4 separate regions of the Mus musculus genome follow, and all the other regions are linked to region 4. The links are chromatin contacts, called in public Hi-C and HiChIP or PLAC-seq maps. All regions are on one chromosome and are shown on one strand. Each heading gives the region's core, a stretch centred on a gene start, on an enhancer-like site or on the middle of the called end of the contact. The rest is flanking DNA. Distances are from core to core; before and after follow the strand shown.

Region 1 (3,073 bases), core at 51-2,550, 93 kb after region 4:
TCCTTAATACTGGGACAAGATTTACCTTCCTTTAATAGAAAGCTGGACAAAACACCACAGCTGTCAGACACAGGGCAACAAGAAATGTTGAAAATGTTCCTTCAGAGATGGAAGCAGGGTGAACCTTCAGGTACTTAATGCTTACAGGCAAGTTCCAGGTTGCTACACAAAGAAGGTGGACCCAATCTTGTCAGTTGAAATCAGAATTGGAGAGGTCAAACTGATTAGGACTTTGTTGGGCAGTAAGTAGAAGAGGAGGGAGGTGAGCTTTGGCAATACCAGAACTGCACATGTATAAGAAGAAACTTCCAAGGATTGGGAAATTCTTCCAGAAGGCAGTAGCTCCAACAATTTCTGGCACTTACAAAGAGCTCACAATAGTTATTCACCCACGAAAATAGAAAGATGGCACAATGCACACAATAGCCCACAGAAGAATGTCGCTTTAGTAGTGGAAGTAAATTAACCCTAGAATGGGCTGGGTATTGGGTATGTTGGCCTATCCCTTTAATCCCATCACTTTGGAGGCAGAGGCAAGCAGAGATCTCTCAGTGTGAGGCCAGCCTCGACTACAGAGCAAGTTCCAGGACGCCAGAACCATTATACAGAAAACCTGTCTCGAAAAACCAAAAGCCAAAGACTAAGTCTTGATATACCTTAACAAACCTCAAAAGTAAGTCTCAAATGGATTTGATTCTCAGAGCAAAGTTCAGTGATACTGAAGGGAATACAACAAAATAGAGTATCAAACTGGTAAAGTATATGACAACCAAGAAAACTGTAGGCCAACAAACAGGCTAAATAATATGCTCATATGACTAAGTGGGAAGTCAAAAAACAAAAACAGACCAAAAATGACAAAGAGTATTAGCAAACAAGGATGCTATGATGCTATTGAAGTTATAATGTGTAGGTTCAAAATGGTAGCCATGCTGGACATTCAGACCAGAGGATGGCAATTTCTAGGCTAGTGTGGGCCCCCACAGTGAGACCCTCGCTCAAAGAGAAAACAAAAGCAAAACCAACAAATGAACAACCCAAAAACTACGGTAAGAATAGAAAATAGTTTTTAAAAAGAACAAACAAAATCTACCACAATCTTGCTCTGCAAAGTATGCTAGATGAAGACAGAAGTAAGATTTCATGCTGCATGAATTAGAATGGAATCCTAGAGGACAACTGTAGAAACAAGAGATCAAAGGTGGTCAAAAAGAGGGACTGAGGCAGACAGCCAGGTGTGGAGAGCTTTTGGGGCAGCCTTTTAGGAATTTGGCAGGAATTTGACATTGGGCTAGGACAAAGAAGTAGTCCTATACAACGGAGGAATGTGTTCTTTGTATTTTGATGGGTCTTGTTAAGACCCTGAATACAGTAATCAAGGGACCTTTGTTCAAGTTTTGTTTGTTCCTTGACTACTTAGTTTATGCCCTAGGACTGATTATATTCTTTGTATGTACCTAGAAAGAAATAAAAGCAGACTGAGGAAAAACAAAAAAACAAAAAAACAACCTTGCTTCAGCTTCTAAACTGGCTGGAGTTATTGTATTGTGTAGTCTAATTATCTTTTTCTTTTTAATCCTCACTCTCTCCCTTGAGACCTTGTTGACTGACTGAGCTGGCTTCATCAGCTAGGGGACATAAGGGTGTTTTGGGAGATGATGAGAATATTCAGTGCCCTGATCATGGTATTGTAAGATTATGTTTTTGTACAAATTTGTAGAGATATATACTTAAAAAGTTGGTGAATTTTACTATTGTGCATAAATAATACTTCATTAAAACTAAGTGATGGGGCTGGAAAGATGGCTCAGCGGTTAAGAGCACTGACTGTTCTTCCGAAGGTCCTGAGTTCAAATCCCAGCAACCACATGGTGACTCAAAACCATCCATAAAGAGATCTGATGCCCTCTTCTGGTGTCTGAAGACAGCTATAGTGCACTTAGATATAATAATAAATAAATCTTTAGGCCAAAGCAAGCAGGCCGACCAGAGCGAGCAGGGTCAAAAGGTCCTGAATTCAAATTCCCAGCAACCACACTATGGCTCACAACCATAAGTACAGCTACAGTGTACTCATATACATTAAATAAATACATCTTAAAAAAACAAAAGTAACATATTTGTGTATTAGTATAATCTTTTTTTAAAGAAATTTACATATAATCTTTTGCCTTATCACAGACCTACTAGCCCTATCACCAATCAACAAGCCCTTTATTAAGGTTTGAACATGAACTGTCCCCACAATCATGGCTTTGTATGCTTAGCCCCTAGCTGATGGTGCTATTTTAAGAGATGTTGGAAATTTTAGAGGCGGTGGGACCTAGTTGGAGAAAGTAGGTCATAAGGGCATGCCTTACCCTCCTTGCTCTCTTAAACTCTCACCTTTCTTACTATCATCTCTAGCCTTCCTTCTCTCTCCCTCCCTTCCCCCCTCTCTCCACGTGGCCATGGCCAGCCTCTCTTTCTAGAAAGAAACCTTCTCTCTTTCTCTCTAGTCAGAAATGGTATCATCTGTTGCTGCTTTTTTTGAGACAGGTCTTACCTTGCAGCCCAGACTATGTAATACAGACTGTCCTCTAAAGTATGCCTGTCACACCTTTATTACGTTTAGCCAGACTGGTCTGGAACTTCCCATGATCCTCAGGCTGGCCTTAACCTTGAACTCCTCCTGCTTCTGCCTCCTCAGCGCTAGGATTACAGAAACCTACAATACATCCAGCCTGAAATAGTCTGATTTTATCCTTAAAAACAAAAATGAAAACAAAGACTTATCAGATGAAGTCTTTAAGCTGCCATCACATTACTGGCTCAACACACTGAATTCTAACAAGCATAAGACACCAGCTATTGCAAGCATTTAAGACTATTCCATCGAATCTGTTAGCTCAGTTTCCGTCCCAAAGTTTGAGCAAGTTATTTCAGACAGACTCAAATAAACATGGACTTCCAGGACAGATATATATTACACCTAATTCTTAACCCTTGCTGTCTCAGAGAGAACACAGATGTGGGCCTGGAGAGACAGCTCAGTGGTTGAGAGTACTTGCTGCTCCTAACAGAGGACCCAAGC
Region 2 (3,083 bases), core at 458-2,957, 77 kb before region 4:
GAGAAACCCTGTCTCAAAAAACAAAACAAAACAAAAAACAATTCTCTCTTTCTCCTCTAAGTCTAACCCCAAAGCCAGATAAGATTCAGACGGGCCACCTAAGACAAGTGGCAGCTGATGATGGACAACCACACGTGCCAAGAATGTACCTAGGATGCCCTAACTGCATTTGACCTGGGCCATTTCTTAGGGCTGTGCTTGCAATAAGAGATATGGCAATGTCTCCTATGAGAACAGAGCTAATTAAGGCTTGTGAGTGTTAAAATAGATTTCCCAAACTCGTTAGTCCTTGGCCATTATGTAACCCACTGTGGGTACACCTATCTCTTTGGGATACAGTCATGTATAGTAGGATTTGACAGGGGGTGGAAGAACCTAACTCTAAAGGTGCTGATATTCATTCCCCTTCCTGTGATTACGCCTTTGTGTTTAACCCAGTAGTTACAGCTCCCAACAGTCATAAAATGCACCTAATTTATTAATTAGCTTCACAGTAATTTATTAGTTTCCTATAGGAGCAGCCCTGTCAGTGTGTTTGCTTGCTCTTGAGTAAGATCCACTTGTGACACCTTCTATGCTAAGTTTCTGTTTGGTGATATAGAGAAGATAAAACATCCCTTCCAGCTAAAGATCAAGTAACTCTGTGAGCTTGGGAAATGGAATTGAACCAAGCCTCAAGCCACCATCTGTATCATACAAAGTAAGGCCTAGAAAATAATTCTCACAGGATAACACCAGACCTGTTGCTCAGAATCTGTGCCGCCATCTCCCGATACCCAAACTATCCTTACTCTATAGGAATCTTTTTCTTTGAAAATCACGCTTTGGGAAAATTATGTTCTACGAATTTACTAATTTCTCAGCCAAGTTCAAAGAACCTCTGAGTATCACCATTTTAAAGCCAGGTGACTAGAAGACATGAGGACAACTCCTGCAAACTCCGAGTGTGGGACCCCCACCAGGGCAAACCTATTCTCCGAGGTTTGACACACCGGAAAGCTTTCCCCAGCCACCCCCTACTCCCCTCGAAATACAACTGAGTTTCTCTACCGCCAAGGACCTGTCGTGCCTCCGATGAATCCCGCCCACTTCGCGCCCTCAAGCCAATCAGAGGGTGGCGTCACTCCCTCTCAGTTGCCATGGTGCCCGCCAAGTCCTTTCCGCCACTTACCAGATGTGAGCAGGCTGGTCCAGCCGGTGAAAGCGGGTGGCAAAGGACAGCAGCGTCACCACAGCCAACGTGGCCCACCACCCTGCCGCCTGGAAGCGCCGCGAGCTCCAAGCAGGCCGTTTAAGTTTCCGTGCTGCAGCCTGGGGGACCACGTCTCGGCTCACGGCTCTGGCAGCCTGCGGCACACAGCGGCCCCTACGGGGACGCAGCTCGGAGCCCGCTAGGCCACCGCCTATGGCCGGCGGCATCCTCCCCTTCCGAAGGATCACCCTCCGGGCCGGAGGCACGCCGGGTCTTGTCCGCTGCCCCGTCAAGGGGTCATAAGAAGGCGTCTCGAGGTGCCATGGGATTTGTAGTTCCCTCCGTTTGCCGCGGAGCGCCGGGCCCCGGGCTCTGGGCGGGGCGGAAAGTGTGGTGGCCGCCCGGGCAGCTAAGAGGCGGCCTGAGGCGTAGAGCATTGCGGGAGGCGGAGGGAAACCAAGGACTGACAAACTCGAGTCGGCTCATGAACTACAACTCCCAGCAGCTCAGGGGGCGGGGGCGGGGCCAGCCCGAAGGAGGGAGGCCATCTAGTCCAACCTTCGCTCTCTGGACCCCGCTAGGCCTCAGTCATCTTCTAGTCCCGAGAGCTGACTTTCTTGGCCGGCCGACCGGGCGAGATGCAAGCCGGGAAGGTCTGTGCCCCACGTCCGGGGATGAGGGTCTCTCCTGAGAAACGCGGAGAAGAGCTGTGGGGGGGGGCGGGGCTGAGAGCTCGCTTCTTCGCGTGGCGCCACAACGACTCCCGGCGTGCACCTCGGCGCCCGCTCACTCTACACCTGCGCGCTGGCCGCTGAACCTTATGGTGGTGGTAGATTGGGCCGGGAAGGCTAAACTTGGAAGCTTTTGAGGGGCGTCCAATCGCGCTTTTCCCTGCTTCGGGTAGACAGACCTCTTCTAGGGCTTTCAAACATGGTTCCCTACTTTGCAGTTTCGCGGCGCCCTTCGTATGTCTCTCAGGGGACCTGGTGGTCCAGGCATGCACCAAAGGCAAGGGGGAAAGATGTGACTCTTTAACGACGTTAATAATCACTTGTAGTATCTGCTCAGGTTTCTAGTTTTGTCGGTTTGGCTCTAAGAAACGATCTTGCTGTGCAGCCCAACCTGACTTTGAACTTTGACTCTCCCGCCCCCGCCTTCCAAGTGCTGGGATTCCAGGCTGTGGCATATGGAGCGTCCAGGGTTTAAGTCGAACTTCTTTAGTCCACCCTAGAGCCATTTGTATTTAAGCCATTGCTGGAATGGAGCTGCGAGTGTGTTTTATAAGAGACTTAAAATTGAGTCTCTTAGGAGGGCCGATATGTAGGAAGGCGGCACATTAGATGCAAAGGACATTGCATCCGGTTAATATAGATTTTCCACATACAGATGTGATTTTTCAGGATTTTAATCATGTAAGAAATGGTATAAAAACAGCTAGGGATGTACGCAACTCTGACGTAGCTCCTAGCATGGGCCGAGTCTCCCACAACAGAAAAACTGCAAATTTAAAGTCGCCAGAATGCATGTTTGAGTTGGAAACATGATCCTTCCCGGTGCTAATTAAACGGACATTCTACTTGATATTAAAAAGTAGCTGTTCAAGTGCAAAAATCGCCAGGTGGTTTGCTGTTAGTGCTTAGCTGTGATTTCTCTCCCTGTTTATCTAAAAGCACATAGGAGACAAGCCTCCAGATGCTCTGCAGAGAGGGTTAGGATTGTCTTTATCAGGTTAACTGATGTGGGAGAGTGACACCATTCCCTGGGTTGGGTCTGGCTGGGCCCATAATAAGGGGGAAGTCAGCCAAGCACCAACACACAGCATTGTTCTGTTTCATGCTGTGGATGCATAGGTTACTTACCAGCTGTTTCAGGCTGCTCTTCCCCCAAACCC
Region 3 (3,039 bases), core at 100-2,599, 75 kb after region 4:
AAACATCTGGCAGCATCTGGCCCTATGGCAGTGCCTAGGAACAGTGATAGGCTTCTTGCAAAGCAAGAGACAGCTGCCCCCAGGACTACAAATTCCAGGCCCCAGAATGAAGGCAGCCCTATTACAGCCCTATAATTAACAGGATACATTCCTACTGGGGAAAGCTGGGAACTTGAGGAGAAAAAAAAATGTCTTAGAGGTGACAATGGTTTGTGATATTTAAGGGATGTAAACTTAAGGGAGCCTTCCCATCCTCTGAAGGGCTCTGGGAGTCTGGGCTCTAACAATATAGCCCAAACTCCGGTCCAAGTCATGCATTTAGCATCTCTTGTTTCCTATAGGTCCTGGCCCCTCAGTTTCCCCATTTCGGAAATAGGAGTCTTCCTCCAGAACAGCTCCAGGCAAGAAGAGCCCATCAGCTGGGCAGTGGTGACACACGCCTTTAATCCCTTCACTTGGGAGGCAGAGGCAGGTGGATTTCTGAGTTTGAGGCCAGCCTGGTCTACAGAGTGAGTTCCAGGACAGCTAGGGCTACATAGAGAAACCCTGTCTCGAAAAGAAGGAGGAGGAGGAGGACTACACATCAGGCTGGCTCTTGCATTACAAACAAGCCTCCATGGAAATGGGGACAGGAACGGGGAATAGCCACTAAAACTGTGAAAGGAGAGCATAAGGCTAGACCGCAGTGATTGGTGACTGAAACACTGTTTCTAACACAGCCAGCACTCTTTCGCCATGCTCTTCTATCTCAGGACACACATTCTTTGAAGAAATGCTGGCTGACAGCCTACACCCAGCAAGGTGCAGAACGCCCTTAACTCCCTCAGCCTGCCTCAACTCCCAATGGAAAACTCGAATCCTTGGTTGGTTAGTATTTAGGGGCTGCTTCAAGAGAATCACTTAGCCCAAGTCGGTAGCCCCAGGCCACCACTCCACAGAGCCCTGGAATCTCCTCTCTCCGCTCCAGGGTGGCTTTTCAGGGGTGTGCTGCTGCAGGTGATGTTCGCTCAGGGCGAGGAAGGGGTGGGTAGGACCCAAGAAGCCGGGCCACCGCGGAGCAGGCACCACAGTCAACTTTTCCCTCTGCAGCCAGTACGTTACGGCGCCACCAGGGCTCGCGGCCACGCGTGGAGAGTGTAAACTCCTGCGGGCTCAGTGCTCCTGGCCATCGTCCAGTGCCCACCCTGCTCCGTCCCTCCAGTCCCGCTCATCACTCACCTCCGCCATCCTCGAGTGGCCGTGGGGCCCGGGACCTCGCTTCCTCAGTGGGAGCCCTCGGCCAGTGGCCAGCAGGGCGGCCAGCAGCATCAAGGCGCGCGGGAACCGTGCTCGGCTGGGCGGTGGCCGCATCGTGTCCCTTCCAGGCTGCTCTGCCAGAGCCGCGGGGCTCGGGAGCGCGTTCGCGCCCCGCCTCGCCTCCTCCTGGGGCGGGAGCGCGGGCTGCGGCGCAGGCTCCGTCCAGTCGCGCGGGGACCTCGCGAGGAGCGGCGGGAGCGCGCGCTCGGGTGCGCGCCGCCGGTGAGCAGGGGTCTGCGAGCGAGGTCAGTGGCCCCATGTCTCTCTACCCCCCTTCGCCCTCCCCAAGGGGCCCCTCGGCGCTCGGGGACTCGTCCGGGCTCCGCGGGGCGGCTCCTTTGATCTGGCGGCCACCCCGCCCTCAGTCCCCGCCACTGTCGCCGTCGCGGCCCCAAGCGAATTCCTGTCCCGGGAAAGTTGCGGTCCCACGAGGGGCTGCTGAGGGGCGAGAAGGCTGCGGCGCCACAGGAGCGCTCCTCGACAGCGCGGGCGACAGCCTCCCAAACTAGCCCGGGCCTCACAGGCAGGGACGCGCGACTGACCGGCGGCGAGCGGTGGGAGACTTTGGAACTTAGGCAAAAGTGTGCGTGCAGCCAGGTAGGTTTGCGAGGGACTTTGGAAGTTCAACAGCGTCGCCTGGGATGAGGAGCCCGCCGCCACATTGCGGTCCCAGCTCCCGATCCCCTTTCAGCTTTTAGGACTGTCAGACCCAGGAGACCACACAAGCCACAGTCCCAGAACAGCGGGTGTGCTGTGGTGGGGTAAGCCTGAGTGCAGGGGTCGGAGGATCCGTCCTGCAGCTGGTGTCGCTGATCCTTAGGACAGCCCAGCCCTTTCGGCCAGACCTTCGGGTTGGATCTTCACAGTAAGCCACTCACTGAACGGCGACCTTTGGGCAACTAGAATTCCGGAGCAGTGGCTTAGACCAGGTGGTAGGATGAGAATAGGAGAGAATGAAATCAAGGTGATACCTACCTGGGATGGCGGGAGGAGGGAGCCTGGAAGCGAACCTGGGGGCAGTGGAGAGGGTGGCTATTATGACCAAGCTGTGGTCTACGACTGCTCAGGGGTGCCTGAAGTAGAGTGGAAATCTCAGAGCTGCGCTGGGTTTTGTTTTGTTTTGCTTTTACTTGGTCTTGTTTTGAAATTACCCCTGCTCTCCACAGCAGCAGAATTGAATGGTGACGCATTGCATTGGGTGACAGCCTGCTTGTGGGGTCCTGTCAAAGGGGTTGAATATTGGCAGTTTCGCATGATCCAAATTAAGAAGATGGCTGCCTGGTACGTGATAAACACCGAGAACAGAATTTTAGCCAGGGAGCGGCTTCTAAATTAAGCTGAATTCACCGGACTAAAGGTTAAGCTTTACATTTAAAAAAAAAAGTTTATTTATTTTATGTATATGCGTATACTGTCGATGTCTTCAGACACACAACAGAGGAAGACACTGGATCCCATTACAGATGGTTGTGAGCCACCATGTGGTTGCTGGGAATTGAACTCCGGATCTCTGGAAGAGCAGCCACTGAGCCATCTCTCCAGCCCCCTCTTTTTTTTTTTTTTCTTTTTGGTATAAATATTTTCACATCTACCGCCAATATTTTAGCCATACTTTTGACACTTTTTACCAGATTAAAAGTGACTTTGAAGATAATGAGCTTGTTGGGCATTCATTCATTCATTCATTCATTCTGTTTCCATGTCAATAACTGCTACTCCACTCCAAGCCACGCCCTCTCCTCT
Region 4 (3,402 bases), core at 725-3,224:
TCAGCACCTGTGAGTGAAACACGCTCCTTGACGTACAGGCATTGATGAGGGCATAGCACAGCCCCTCTATCCACTTGACATTAAGGATTACTCCCCCTAGACAGGAGGAGAATCACAATGAGCACACGCAACAGTGAGTTGCAGGGAACCTGAAAGAAAAAATGACTCAAGAAACCCAGAGAGTGACTGTGAAGCCACCTTCTCTCCTACATTGGTTGTCAGTATGACAGGAGATGAAGGGACACTCTTTACTCCCTGGGAAGAGGCCCATTTGCCCTTTACAGCACAATGTGTGTTGATCACAGCAAAGGGAAGCAGATAGGGCTAAGACAGACAGGGCTAATGACAAAGGTCCCTGCCCACAGCAGGGAGGAACTAGGGAAGACTGCAAGATTAAAGGGAACACCCCCCTGTCTTTTTTTTTTTCGTCCCAGACATTGAATTCTCCTGGGTTTTGTTTTGTTTTGTTTTTTGTTGTTTTTCTTTGTTTTGTTTTGGTTGGTTTTGATCTTTTTAAAATTTTTTTATTTTTTTGAGACAGGTTCACATGTAGTTTTAGCTGCCTTCAAACTGGTTATATAGCCCAAGAGTCTCGATACCCTGATTCTCCTGTCTCCTCCTCTCCAAGGCTGGAGTTATAGGCATGTACCACCAAGCCCAGCTCATTCTCTTGTTCACATAGCTATTTCCCCTGGTTGTTTCTAGCCCAGACTTAAGGATCCACAAATTAGGCTACTCCATTCTGCCCAACAAAGGTTGCTTTTTCTTACCAAGCTCTTTGCATTCCAAACTCAAATAACTAAGAATGTATCTGCTTTGTGCTTTACAGACACAGACATACACACACACACACACACACACACACACACACACACACACACACACACACAGAAAGAGAGAGAGAGAGAGAGAGAGAGAGAGAGAGAGAGAGAGAGAAGGTAATTGTCGAAAGAATGCCAGAAATAGTTACACAGTTGTGCCATTACCAAGATTATTGTAGGGGCAGGTACCCCGGATAATCGTTGTATCTTGGAGAGCAATTGGGACCTCCTCATTCTCTCCCCAGATGTTGTCATAATCCTCAGCAAATTGGTACTGGGGCCTCAGGATATTGGTGTGGTTCAGTAAACTTTTCAACCTGGAAGCCACAAAGACAGGGAATACAGACTGGAATAAGTGACTTTCCAATCTACTGCATCTGAATTCAGGCCAAACCCCAGACTCTCCCCTGCAAGCCACTGCTCAGGCAACAAGCTATGGGCCCACTGTGCGCTCAGGGCACTGATTAGATTGTTCAACCATCCACCTAATATTTACTGAATGTTATCTTGTGCCTAGCTCTTGGCTAGATGCAAGACTACAAAACAAAAACAAAAACAAAAACAAAAAAACCCAATGTTTGGCATGTATTTTTAGTAGCTTCTCATGTTGTTCTCTGGTGTCTTCTCATTGATGCCCCAAGTGGGAATGGAGTACTGGAAAGCAGCAGGCCATTAATATTTTAGGCAGGGAAAGTCATCCAAACCCCAAGTGCTGTTTGTGTAAAACTGGAGGAAGACAGAACTAGAAAGGCTGGCGGGGTCTTTCTGCAGGTCAAGCTGCCTCCTCCTCCTCATTACTGAGCATGCCTAACTCCAAGAGGTAGGCCAAGAGGCTATGAGTTCCGCTCTCATCCTGACAAGATACCTGGGTAGCGGAATGGCGGATACAAAGCTGTACACGGTGCAGTGCTTGTTGAGTTTGGATTGAATTTCTAGGCAGATATTAGGCAGCTGGGCAGGCAGACAGCAGAGGAACAACACTTTGGCCCAGCTCGCCACAGCAGCGTTGTCATAGACGCACCGGACCCCTAGTTTCCGTAACTCACCTGGGAGGGAGAAAGAACACAATAATGCAGAGAAGTTTGACCTGCACATCAGCTGTGGGGAGAGGATGGCGGTAAGGGTGTTTCAGGAAGCAGCTTAAGTCACGTGGCCACAGAAACCAGCCGCTGGTTCCTGGAAGCCTCTGTGAGCTTAAGCCCCACCCCCACTCCCCAATAACCCCTTTGCGAAAGCAGCTGGTACCACTGAGGCAGAGACTGGGCTTCTTATGTGATTGCTGTTGCTTTGATTTTGGAACAAATGCTGGATGTTTTTATTTTTGGAGGCATGTGCCACCGCCTTCCAGCTTGGAATCTTATCTCTAATGGGCATATAATAGGAATGTAACATGAGCTTAAAATCACCTTTTTATAATAAGATTAATCTTTCATGGAAATATATCTTAAATCCGGAGAAGAAAGTAAAGGGGGCGGGGGAAGCACAAAGCACTCACAACTGTAGCTCTGCCTCATCTCCTCCCCAGAATGCCCAGACACCAGCGACACAAACTGCCCTGATAAGGTCAGACACACTAGGAAGTGCTCTCAAAGCCAGCCGGGTGACAGTGAAAGGGCTTAAAAATCTTTATTTTAAAGAATGCTAAATGATACGAAATGCACTTCCGATGCATCAGGTGAAAAGCCAGTATACAATATACTTCAAAAAAGGGTGGGGTGGGGGAACGACGATAGCCTGGTTAAAAAGAGTATGGATGGTTATCCTTTCTTCCAGGGTAATTTGTCTACAGTATGCATACTGCTTTGCAATGTTATTTTGCATTTTATTGTAGTGTAATTTACATACAGTACCACATGGAACTCTGAAGTATACAGCTTGAACAGTTTTGATAAGGGCATACATCCATGTAGCCCACAGCTCCCTCTAGACCAGCAGTTCTCAACCTTCCTAATGCTTCAACCCTTTAATACAGTTCCTCATGTTTTTGTGACCCCAAACAATAAAATTTATAGCCGGGCGTGGTGGTGCACGCCTTTAATCTCAGCACTCGGGAGGCAGAGGCAGGTGGATTTCTGAGTTCGAGGCCAGCCTGGTATACAAAGTGAGTTCCAGGACATCCAGGGCTATACAGAGAAACACTGTCTCGAAAAACCAAATAAATAAATAAATAAATACATACATACATTTATTATTATTGTTATTGTTGTATAATTTTTTGTTTTTTGAGATAGGGTTTGGTTTCTCTGTGTAGCCCTGGCTGTCCTGGAACTCACTTTATAGACCAGTCTGGCCTTAAGCTCATAGGGATCTGCCTGTCTCTGCCTCCCGAGTGCAGGGATTAAAGGCATGTGCCATCTGGCCATAAAATTATTTTTGTTGCTACTTCCTAACTGTAATTTTGCCACTGTTGTGAATTGCAATGTAAATATCTGTGTTTTCTGATAATCTTAGTCGTTTGACATTCCCCCTCCAAAGGGATCATGACCTACTAGTTGAGAACCACTACCCTAGATGTAAAGTATTTCCTTCTCCCCAGAATGTTCTTTGGGCCCCTTCTTCACTCCACTTCCTCAAAGACAAA

The links. Hi-C and Micro-C count contacts between places; a contact is called where the count stands out from the background. HiChIP or PLAC-seq counts read pairs in DNA pulled down with a chosen protein or histone mark.
Region 1: an H3K27ac HiChIP or PLAC-seq map of embryonic stem cells shows a contact between it and region 4, with 8 read pairs. The contact joins two enhancer-like sites. A contact is called at or near these places in 12 of 39 promoter capture datasets (the 3T3-L1 cell line, the C10 cell line, the HPC-7 cell line and 6 more), 1 of 484 Hi-C or Micro-C datasets (nephron progenitors), 2 of 115 datasets of contacts at active chromatin or transcription factors (both in embryonic stem cells) and 2 of 9 other capture datasets (adipose tissue and macrophages).
Region 2: a Hi-C map of embryonic stem cells shows a contact between it and region 4, with 1.6 times the contacts expected there. The contact joins the promoter of Gstz1 here to the enhancer-like site in region 4. A contact is called at or near these places in 22 of 39 promoter capture datasets (the 3T3-L1 cell line, 3T3-L1-derived adipocytes, the C10 cell line and 13 more), 10 of 484 Hi-C or Micro-C datasets (B cells, bone marrow-derived macrophages, cerebral cortex and 4 more), 12 of 115 datasets of contacts at active chromatin or transcription factors (the HPC-7 cell line, the SCID.adh cell line, bone marrow-derived macrophages and 6 more) and 4 of 9 other capture datasets (adipose tissue, liver, macrophages and 1 more).
Region 3: an H3K27ac HiChIP or PLAC-seq map of embryonic stem cells shows a contact between it and region 4, with 5 read pairs. The contact joins the promoter of Ism2 here to the enhancer-like site in region 4. A contact is called at or near these places in 4 of 39 promoter capture datasets (the HPC-7 cell line, embryonic stem cells, liver and 1 more), 1 of 484 Hi-C or Micro-C datasets (nephron progenitors), 2 of 115 datasets of contacts at active chromatin or transcription factors (both in embryonic stem cells) and 3 of 9 other capture datasets (adipose tissue, liver and pancreatic islet).

Annotation. Positions count from the first base shown.
Region 1 is chr12:87,316,806-87,319,878 of GRCm38.p6, forward strand. The region is part of intron 9 of Sptlc2 (serine palmitoyltransferase, long chain base subunit 2); the gene reads right to left. Among named protein-coding and RNA genes, the nearest start is that of Ism2, 19 kb to the left of the region's middle. Within about 2 kb of position 1,301, at least 9 of the 459 cell types and tissues checked have an H3K27ac peak or open chromatin away from gene starts, as enhancers often do. A contact at or near this core is called in embryonic stem cells, where this site is marked.
Region 2 is chr12:87,146,000-87,149,082 of GRCm38.p6, forward strand. It overlaps Gstz1 (glutathione transferase zeta 1 (maleylacetoacetate isomerase)), which reads left to right and starts at 1,708. Exons shown (of 9, transcript NM_010363.4): 1 at 1,708-1,845. The coding sequence starts at 1,831. It overlaps Pomt2 (protein-O-mannosyltransferase 2), which reads right to left and starts at 1,903. Exons shown (of 21, transcript NM_153415.4): 1 at 1,172-1,903. The coding sequence starts at 1,629.
Region 3 is chr12:87,298,356-87,301,394 of GRCm38.p6, forward strand. It overlaps Ism2 (isthmin 2), which reads right to left and starts at 1,350. Exons shown (of 6, transcript NM_001290302.1): 1 at 1,219-1,350. The coding sequence starts at 1,350. Gm51956 (a long non-coding RNA gene) reads left to right here and starts at 722. Exons shown (of 4, transcript XR_003950111.1): 1 at 722-996; 2 at 1,090-1,893; 3 at 1,988-2,161; 4 at 2,463-2,950.
Region 4 is chr12:87,223,172-87,226,573 of GRCm38.p6, forward strand. It overlaps Noxred1 (NADP+ dependent oxidoreductase domain containing 1), which reads right to left. Exons shown (of 8, transcript NM_027744.1): 5 at 1,687-1,867; 6 at 987-1,138; 7 at 1-96. Among named protein-coding and RNA genes, the nearest start is that of Noxred1, 14 kb to the right of the region's middle. Within about 2 kb of position 1,975, at least 20 of the 459 cell types and tissues checked have an H3K27ac peak or open chromatin away from gene starts, as enhancers often do. A contact at or near this core is called in embryonic stem cells, where this site is marked.